Linked DNA regions of Mus musculus: region 2 is linked to region 1. The links are chromatin contacts, called in public Hi-C maps. All regions are on one chromosome and are shown on one strand. Each heading gives the region's core, a stretch centred on a gene start, on an enhancer-like site or on the middle of the called end of the contact. The rest is flanking DNA. Distances are from core to core; before and after follow the strand shown.

What was found. Hi-C and Micro-C count contacts between places; a contact is called where the count stands out from the background.
Region 2: a Hi-C map of cerebellum shows a contact between it and region 1, with 1.8 times the contacts expected there. The contact joins the promoter of Ephb1 here to the enhancer-like site in region 1. A contact is called at or near these places in 3 of 39 promoter capture datasets (embryonic stem cells, epiblast stem cells and hippocampal neurons), 4 of 484 Hi-C or Micro-C datasets (cardiac endothelial cells, cerebellar granule neurons, cerebellum and 1 more), 6 of 115 datasets of contacts at active chromatin or transcription factors (embryonic forebrain, embryonic hindbrain, embryonic midbrain and 3 more) and 3 of 9 other capture datasets (adipose tissue, embryonic stem cells and pancreatic islet).

Annotation. Positions count from the first base shown.
Region 1 is chr9:102,229,052-102,233,513 of GRCm38.p6, reverse strand. The region is part of intron 1 of Ephb1 (Eph receptor B1); the gene reads left to right. It overlaps Gm31233 (a long non-coding RNA gene), which reads right to left. Exons shown (of 4, transcript XR_001779268.2): 2 at 2,323-2,416; 3 at 729-905. Among named protein-coding and RNA genes, the nearest start is that of Gm31233, 21 kb to the right of the region's middle. Within about 2 kb of position 2,048, at least 2 of the 459 cell types and tissues checked have an H3K27ac peak or open chromatin away from gene starts, as enhancers often do. A contact at or near this core is called in cerebellar granule neurons and cerebellum, where this site is marked.
Region 2 is chr9:102,352,820-102,357,281 of GRCm38.p6, reverse strand. It overlaps Ephb1 (Eph receptor B1), which reads left to right and starts at 2,589. Exons shown (of 16, transcript NM_173447.3): 1 at 2,589-3,000. The coding sequence starts at 2,943.

The sequences.
Region 1 (4,462 bases), core at 799-3,298:
GTAGGCCTTGGTCTAGGGTAGCATGGAGGTCCCTGGGAAAGGCAGAAAGCTTAACTGTGCTCACTCATGACCCCTAGGGCACCCTGGAGTTGCAGAGTCACCTTATACGGGCCAGCATGGGCTAGGCTTAAGGCTGTGTATGTGAGCATGTGCACATGTGGAGGTACCATGCGTGCATGTGTCTGTGTGTCTCCTCTCTTTCTCTCTGCATGTGTCTGTGTGTGTTTGTGTGTGTGTGTGTGAGAGAGAAAGAGAGCAAGTAGAGCAGTTGTCGTCCTTGTCACCATCCATGTCCCTGTGCTTTTAAGAGCCAAGAACTGGGAAGGGAACGGTATAAGTGCCAGCTGCCTACCAGGGCTTGGGTGTGCTTACCCTACCCTTTTGAAATTTATTGCTCACAAGTGTCCCTGCACACCACCTTCATTTCCTTCACTGAGGAGAGAACTGAAGATTTACTTGTGTGAATATTGGGTTAGTTTCTGTTTCCCGAGGACTGCCTTGTCTGGCTGTTCTCATTTTATTTCTGGAGTCTGCACTGGGCCCCACCCCCACATACTCTTCAAAAACTTTTGTCCAAGGATACTTGAACCCCCTTTGCCACCGTCTCACAGTCTCCTCCTATCATTCTTTGCAAAGGAGAGTTAGGACTGCGCAAGTCATGTCTGCCATAGGGTAAGACTTTCAGGTTCTCGTGTCCAGCAGACAGGAGCCTGGTTTGTGAAGCATACCATGTTGTGGATCCCAGGTTCAGGACTCTTGTGGGCTGTCAGGAAAGGACAGCATGGTGGCTGGCGCTGATCCGTGCTTGGTGAGCTTGTCTTGTCAAGTACACACCAGGCATTGCCTCAGAAACAACCGGAAGCTACTGTTCTCTCATCCTTCTACGCCCGTTTGTATTGTTACCACTGTGGAAGGACATTGTAAATCAACTGAATGTCTAATCTATGTCTCTCCAAAAAAGAATGGCTGGCCTGAACAAAGAGAGCTTATTTATCTCTCTTTTTATCACGACAGGTATCTAATTCCCCCTCAAATATCAATATATCCACAGATGCCAATGGAGACAGAAAGAGAAACTGCTGGCAAAGCCAGGCGGCACCTGCCTTTTTTTTCCCATAGTGGCAGTCTAGAAGTGGTCTCTCCACCAAGACCCCTGCACATGGCCCACTGGGTGCTGGGTGGGTCATGAGGTTCCTGTGCTGAAAGCCCTAAAGAGGAATGTCCCCTGAGGGGACATCCTGCCATGGTTCATCCTGCTAGGCTCCTCTTTGCAACTTCCTTCCTGCTGGTCAGTCCGGCTCTTGCCAGAGCTCCTGTCTGCCTCCCACGTTGGCCTGCTGTTCCTTTGAGGGGATTCCCACTCAGTTCAACCTGCCTTTGCCTCTCCCAGTGTTGATCTGAAAACCACACCCCGGTTCTGGTTGAAAAGGCTGGTGGGATACTAAATGGTCACTTTTTTTCCTTCCCCAAAGCTGATCTACTTCACCTTGTCAAGGAGATCAGCCGTGCTCACCGAGACCGACACACTCATGCCCCTGTGCAGAAAACCCTTGCACATTGCCCTGAACTCTCTCGGGTGCAGCCAGAACAGGGATCCAGGTATCACTACTTACCATCCGTGAGCTCAACCGACACACATATTCTCATCCAGCCCTGTATCCTCAACATATACCACCAACTCCTCTTCTTTCAGTAACGCAAGGAAAATGGCAGGGGGGGGGGGTTGGAGGCAGGATGGAAATGTGTCATTGCCTCTCTAGAAATACTCTATGGGCACCCTGTAGGTTCCACAGCTTCAGATTGTCCCCATAGACCCAAAATATAAGCTGGGAATGACCAAGTTACTACAGCAGTGATAACACTGTTGTGTCTCCCCTTGACCCATTCGTCATCTTGCCTAGGAGACCCCATCCTTCAGAGAAGATGGCAGTGGGTGAGAGCTGGGTCCTGGACCCATCTTCCCAGACCCAGTGTTGATTTCCCACATTATACATGAGCTCCCAGAGGGGCGGAGCCTAGGAGGTGATGGGCACGGGTCCCAGAGCCCTGTCCCCTGCAGGCATCTTTGGATCTGACAGCAACACATGCCCTTCCAGCTGGTCTGGTCCCCGTGCCACTGTTTGAGAGCAGAAGTGACGGTAAATATTTAATTGTGCTTCCACCATAACTTTCTGCCAGAGCTCTCAATATGCTTTATAAATGCAAATGAGAGCTCCCTTTCTCTCCAGGGAGATGTAAACCTCCCCCAAATCACTTTTATTCGGCCCCCACCAGAGCAGAAAGCTGTAATCAGGAGCTCCCTGCTCCAGAAGAGCAACTAACCTTAATCACACAGAGGGGGTGGTTCCTGTGGCAGTGGTCCTCTTTCTCCACACTGGGCAGGATGTAAGGAGATGGATGCCTCTTGCTGCAACTTCTGTCCAATAGGATACATTGAAAATACTATTTATAAGCAGATTCAATTACCGTTTAAAGCGGGTGCCTATGACAATTATGGAGACGGAGGTTGTATTTATGGAATTAACAGAACAGAGGAGTCCCTGGAAGGTTTGGAAATGAAACCCCATTCTTAGTTTCGATTCTAGACACCGTTTCCTCTGCCACCATCATTCCCATCATTCCCAGTACTTCTCCAGTGAAATTCTGTGGTTAGTATCGATTTGCACTCTGGGAGCTTTGGTGGCTTGGTGAAAAAAAGAGAGAAAGCACCACGTGACTCCTTCCTCAATCCCAGAGCTACAGGGAGCTTCCAGATCTGTCTGGGGGGGGGGGGGACTGGAGGGGCACTTAAGGCTATCCATCCGTGTTAAGGTGAGAAGCTGTGTGACTTTTCAGAAAGTAGCAGCCCTCTCTGCGCCACGGTTTGCTGTTCTGTCTCATGGGTACTTTGGTTCCTGCTTCAGACCCACCTGGCAGAGATATTTTAATGATCACGGAGATGAGCTCCTATAGGGGCTCCTGGAGTACCTTCTGAGGAGTGTATTATGTAAATGCGTGGTGTCATTATGAGCGCTATTAGTGCTGTGAAGTGGAGATGAGAAGAAAAGGGAGGCTTGCTCTTCGCAAGGACCCCAGCTGCTGGCAGTCGGCGGGGGAAAACAAACTCAAGATGCTCTGCTGGTTTTGGCTTGTGATAGCACTAGGCTCAACCCTAACTGAGGTCCAAAGAGGGTGGGAAAATGGAGCTTTTCCCTCTCCCAGGCAGCTTCCGAATGTGCTTCATCAAATCCACCACGGGCATAGAGGCTAGTGGTGCTCCAGGTAAGGTCCACACTGCCAAGTTGCAGGGGGAGGCTCTCTGTGGTCCTGTTGGTCCTGGCCCTATAGATATCTACATGGCATGCATTCTGCATAGGCTCCTCTTGACTGCCTAGCCCTTGTTTGTGGTCCATCAAGATGCTTCTCTGTGGTACTTCAGATTTGCTCAGGCCCCCAGGCTTCTTGAAGGCTCCTATAGTAGCCATTAGTGAAGGCCATTGCCTGTGGTTTTGCATTTTGGGATGAAGGTGCCCAGCGCCCTGTGTCTGGAGCTCTGTCTTGGGCTCTGGTGCAGGCAGCTTTCTGGCGTAGCACTGACTAATGAGTATATCAGTATATCAAGGCCAACTTCTTCCTTCTTCTCCTTCTTCTCCTTCTCCTTCTTTTCCTTCTTCTCCTTTTCCTTCTCCTCCTTCTCCTCCTTCTCCTCCTTCTCCTTCTCCTTCTTCTCCTTCTCCTTCCTCTTCCTTCTCCTTCCTCTTCCTCCTTTTCCTCCTCCTCTTTTTCCTTTTCTTCTTCCACTACCTCCTCCTCCTTCTCCCTTCCTCCTCCTCCCCCTCCATTTATTCAATGTATAGTTCAATATGCATACATGTCTGAAGGCCAGAGGTCTATGTTGTGTGTCTTCTACTGCTATTCACCTTATTGAGACAGCATCTCTTACTGATCATGGAGCTTACCATTTTGGCTAGACACTCTGGCCCGCAGGTCACCAGGATGCCTCCCCAGTGCTAATATTATAGACATGTGACATAGGTGCTGAGAATCTGAACTCTAGTTCATCGTGCTTGTGTAGTAAGCCCTTTGCACCCTGAAGCCTCTCAGTGATGATAGAGTCATCATTGTCTCTCTGTTTCATTGCCACATGTCACCTCCAGTTTCTCCTTAAACCTTTAGTTCCTGCCTTGACTCTTGGTTCCTTTAAGTCCAAAGATGTTGTAACACAGCCTTCTGCCTTCCAATCTTTTCCCTGAAGCAGTGAATAAGGAATAGCTGTTCTCATGGGGTAGGGGAGGCAGTGGGAGGCCAGCGGGAATAAAAGCATCATTTGTATCTACCCACCCCTGTGAGCTCTGCATCTTTGCAGCTGGGTTGTGCTGTGTTGTTCTGTTGATCTGCATGTATGCTGGGGAATCTGGATGTGTGAGACACCTCCAGCAACACAAGTGGATTGTCAAAGATATTACTCGGGGTGGGAGGAGGC
Region 2 (4,462 bases), core at 1,340-3,839, 120 kb before region 1:
AAGGTGTGACATTTCACAGGTGGATAGTGTCCAGTTCTATCTGCAGCCAGATCAGGGAGACCGACAGAGCACACACGGAGATGTGGCTGGAAGAGATGGATCAGAGGGACAGCAAAAAAAGCTCCTCGATGGATGTGGGTAGAAAGAGAAGGCAAGAAATTCAACTAACTTCATTTTGGTTATGAAAGTAAACACCATACATGGTGCTCAACAAACCAATGCTGTTTCTGTCCTGCCCAGCACAGCAGCTTCCGTGTTCTGTTGTCCTCAAGGCCTTTGACAGCCTAGCACACCATTGCCCACTTTTTTATTGTCATTACTCTACTATGTGATAAGTTTCCTGTCCATCATGTCCCCGGTCTGCTCCACGGTGTGCCTGGTGCACCCAGTAAACATTTCCTGAATAGGTGGGTGAATGTGGGATGGGCTAAGGTAGGATACGGAGGCACCGAGGAGCCAAGAGTTGCAGGCCAAGAGAACGCCTAGCAAAAACTGGGATGAGAATACAGTTCTGGGAATCCTGTCCTGGAATCTGGAGGCCTCGCCAGAGTGGCCTGTCTTTCTTCAGGAGACAGTGAGGAGCCGCTGGGTTGAAACACTATGAAGAGATAAGACCAAGATTAGCTTAGGAAAGATTACGCTGGCGGCAGCACTCAGCGGGGTTACAGAGGACAGAAACCGGGTGGCCAGTTAGATTCTTCAGTTGTCCAGAGGGAGGAGGGGTGACACAGAGCTGAGACAGATGGATAGACCTGAGACAAAGGCATAAAGAAGAGGAAGCAGGAGAGGGGGTTTTGCTGGGTGTGCTTGGTGGGGTGGAGGGAAGGAAAGAGCCCACAAACCACTCATGCATGCACCCAACATCCATCTGAGATCATCTACCCACCCCACCCATCCATTCATCTGCTTGTCATCATTCATCCATCCATCCATCCATCCATCCATCCATCCATCCATCCACCCATTTATCCATCCATTCATCTGTCCATTCACCTATCTGTCTGTCCATCCACCCATCCATTTGTCTGTCCATCCATCCATCCATCCATCCATCCATCCATCAGTCTGTTTTCCATCCATCATCTATCTATAATCCATCCACAGGGATGGATGCAGTTGGTCACCAGTGCAGGGAGGGGGAGGGGTTTCAAGGTAAGAGCTTTGGGGATTCCTCTCTTAGAGGCTGGAGGGATGAAGGAGGAAGGGCAAGAAGTAGTAAGACAGGTAGGCAGTGAAATTGGACTGTGGAGAGTGTTGCCAAAGCTGCAAAAGACCCAGTACTCACCCATGTCAGAGAGGGGCATCCCTCACTTAAGGGACTTCAAGACACAGTGCTGTGGAGGGACAAAGAGCAGCTGAGGTAGTATTAGGGAAGATTAAGCAGCGGTCACTGACGTCATCCTTTCAGGTTCTGAGGCCGGATGGGTGGATGGTAGGGGAAGACACAAACAGCCTGTGTCAAAGTCTGGGAAACAAAGACCTGTCAGAATCAGGGGTCTGAGTGTGGCTGGGGTGGTGAAGAGGGAGGCAGTGTCTGTGAAAGACAGAGTAAGTACCCAGGGTGGGGAATCAATGTAACTAAATTCCCAAAGGAGAGTTGCCAGATGTTAATGTCTTTAAAAGGTTTGGGGAGGGGGCTGAAGCCCCTCCCACATGAGTCTTCCAGGAGCATCCCTAACCTTGCGGGAGGAGGTGAGGACCTTCTGCCACACAGCTTCTGACAAGCATCAAGGCCAGGGCCGGATCTGAAACAGCCTGACCTGATCAACAGACAGCAAAATGGGGCATTATCATCAGAGCTGATGGTGGGAAACCACTTCTATTCTGGAGCCTGGTTTTCCTGTGGTTGCAGAACTCAGTCCTTCCCACCTACCTCCAGGCCTGGTTCAAAGCAATGTCTCCCTTCCCCATACCCCAACAAGTTGTCAGACTTTCGGCTGTTTCTTCATGTCTTCCCATTATGACTGTCTTCTGACAGCAGGCCCTACAGTGGATGCTCAGAGATCCACCTGGGAAGAGACTTTTGGAGATATACAGCTGAGGATATGATAGGAAGCCCACAGGGTGTTCTAACTACCCCCGAGCAGCCGGCCATAAAGTCTTGAAACCATATTCACTCACTCCACAGATGCATGCCAAGAATAAGACACTGTTAAGGTTCCAGGAATTCTGAGTGAACGAGATCAGACAAGACTCAAAAATAAACAAAATTGATTAGTAAAATGATATAGGGTGGCGGCATTCTGCATAGGAATAGTCAGGAGTAGCTGTGGGGTGTCTGTAAGCATAAGGGACCTCAGTTGACTTCTTGGCTGAGCCCCTCCTTTTCAGCTTGGGGAAAGCGAGCGTGCGAGGCTGCAGTTCTCCTAAATCACCACAAGAGGGAGCGCGATCACCTCCTAGCGCCTTCCTAACCCTCCCACACAGCCTTGCAAGCAAAAGTTTTTCTTAAACTAACAATGCCAGTGTAAGGAGGTGCTCGCGCCTGATTGGATGAGGGAATTTTGCAGGTTTGATTCCTTGATTGGACAGGAGGTGTTAGGGGTGGAGAGAGAGCTGATGGTGGGGGATCCCGCTCCCTCCCCCGTCAGTCTGGCCCGCTCTGTCCTCCCGTAGGCTCCGCTGTAGCTCGCAATGTGACACCAGGACGCACACGCTCTCGCGCGCTCTCCCAGGCTCGCTCTCCCTCACCCTCTCTCACACACGCACGCACACACCCACCTCTCCCATAAACACACACACACACATGCACACCCACATCCACGCGCGCCCGCACCGCCCCACGCGCGCACACTCCCGCCCACGCCCACGCCGCGCTCCGGGGAGTCCGGTCCCGGCCAGAGCGCGAAAGGACACGGAGAAGCCACCCGCCGGGAGCGCAGCGGCGCCCTGGGACGCGGCGCGTCTCCGCTGGGGCTCGGCCTGGGGGCCGCTGGCCGGCGATGGCCCTGGATTGCTTGCTGCTCTTCCTCCTGGCATCTGCAGTGGCCGCGATGGAAGGTAACGTACCCTTCGCGGAGCAACTTGGTGGCTGCCGGCTGCCAGTTCATGGGTGCCGCGCGCTTTGCAGGGCTCCTTTGGCTGCTCGGCCGGGCATCCTGGTGCTGGAGAGAGAGAATGTCACCGATCCTGGGTAGAGATGGGGCACCGGGATGGGGCGGTACCCACAGGCATGCCCTGCGCCGACCCTGGGCGCCCACAGCAGGTTCGTTCGCACGCAGAGTCTTTCGGCTCCTGCGCTCTGGTGCTCCCAGACAGCACGATCACCGGACATCTCCGGCTTAGAGAGCCTGGATCCCGCTGCATTGCGGTGCAAGCTCCTTAGCTCTGGGCGAAGCTGGTCTGGGAAGCGATACCTCGGGCCACTGGGCTCCTAGAGTCGGCACCTTCGGCTCTTTCTATCCCGGGCCTGGATGCGCTGGCTGGCGAGCGGTAGCTTGCTGTCTCCCTTTCGCAGTCTGAGGTTTCCGGACTCTGGGCTCCGCAGGCAGGCTGCTTGGGGGATCACAGAAGGTCCTACTAGTACCCCAGCAAGTGACTGCCAAACGAGAGGGGCCAAATCCATTGACCGCACCCTGGGGGGGAAATCAGCCCTAGAAGCTGCCGGGTTGCAATCTTCCAGGGACAGCAAGTGCGAGGCGGACGCCTTTCTCGCCTTCTGAGCTTTGGAGCAGGGGTGGGCTTGGGTGAGTGCTGGCGGTGCTTAAACTCATCCGGCAGTTAGAAGAGACTGCGTGGCTGCGAGCCCACGAGCCAAGACACCATCCCTGCTGGCTCAGCGTGGTTGTGCCTCCCGCTGGTGGCCAGCCAAACCCGCTCAGCGGACCCCTTACCCGGCGCACCCAGGAGCCCCGGCGCTCAGGGCTCCCGCGAATCCCGTGGGAAATCCCTGCTCGCCTCCCCGCCTCCCGCCCCCTTCCCCGCCCCCAACCTTCCCTGCGGAGCCGCGGCGGCCGCCACCTCCAGGGACGCATCTCAGTAGAGAAGGAGCAGTTAGAGTTATCTCGAACAGAGCAACTCTGGGGTGAGGCGCCGCCGCCACGCCACCCCTGCTGGAAGCCCCACATCCCGATGGATGTCTCTGGCCAGGTGGACTCCACCCGTAGGGACATTCCTCGTGGAAGGTTCGCAGCTCTCTGTTTCCCCTGTTGTGTTCCCATTTGAGAGCTGGCTCCACTGGATTGCAGGTTCCAGGTGAAACGGACTCGTTCAGTGGAAACTCCAGACCAACATTGGTCCAGCGTCTCTAACCCTTCCAGTAAGCACTGGCATACACCCGTGCCCCTCTTGGTCATAGCAGGGAAGATGTCTTAGCCATGGCAAAGACTACCGCTGCTCAGTCTCCGTGGAGATGGGTAAGCGAGGAAGCAGCAATTACTGCACAGAAAGCTCTCGCTTGTTTCCTGAAGGTGGCTTTTTGTTTGCGCTTGACCTCCTGCTGCCCTGCGAGGCTGCTGGTCTT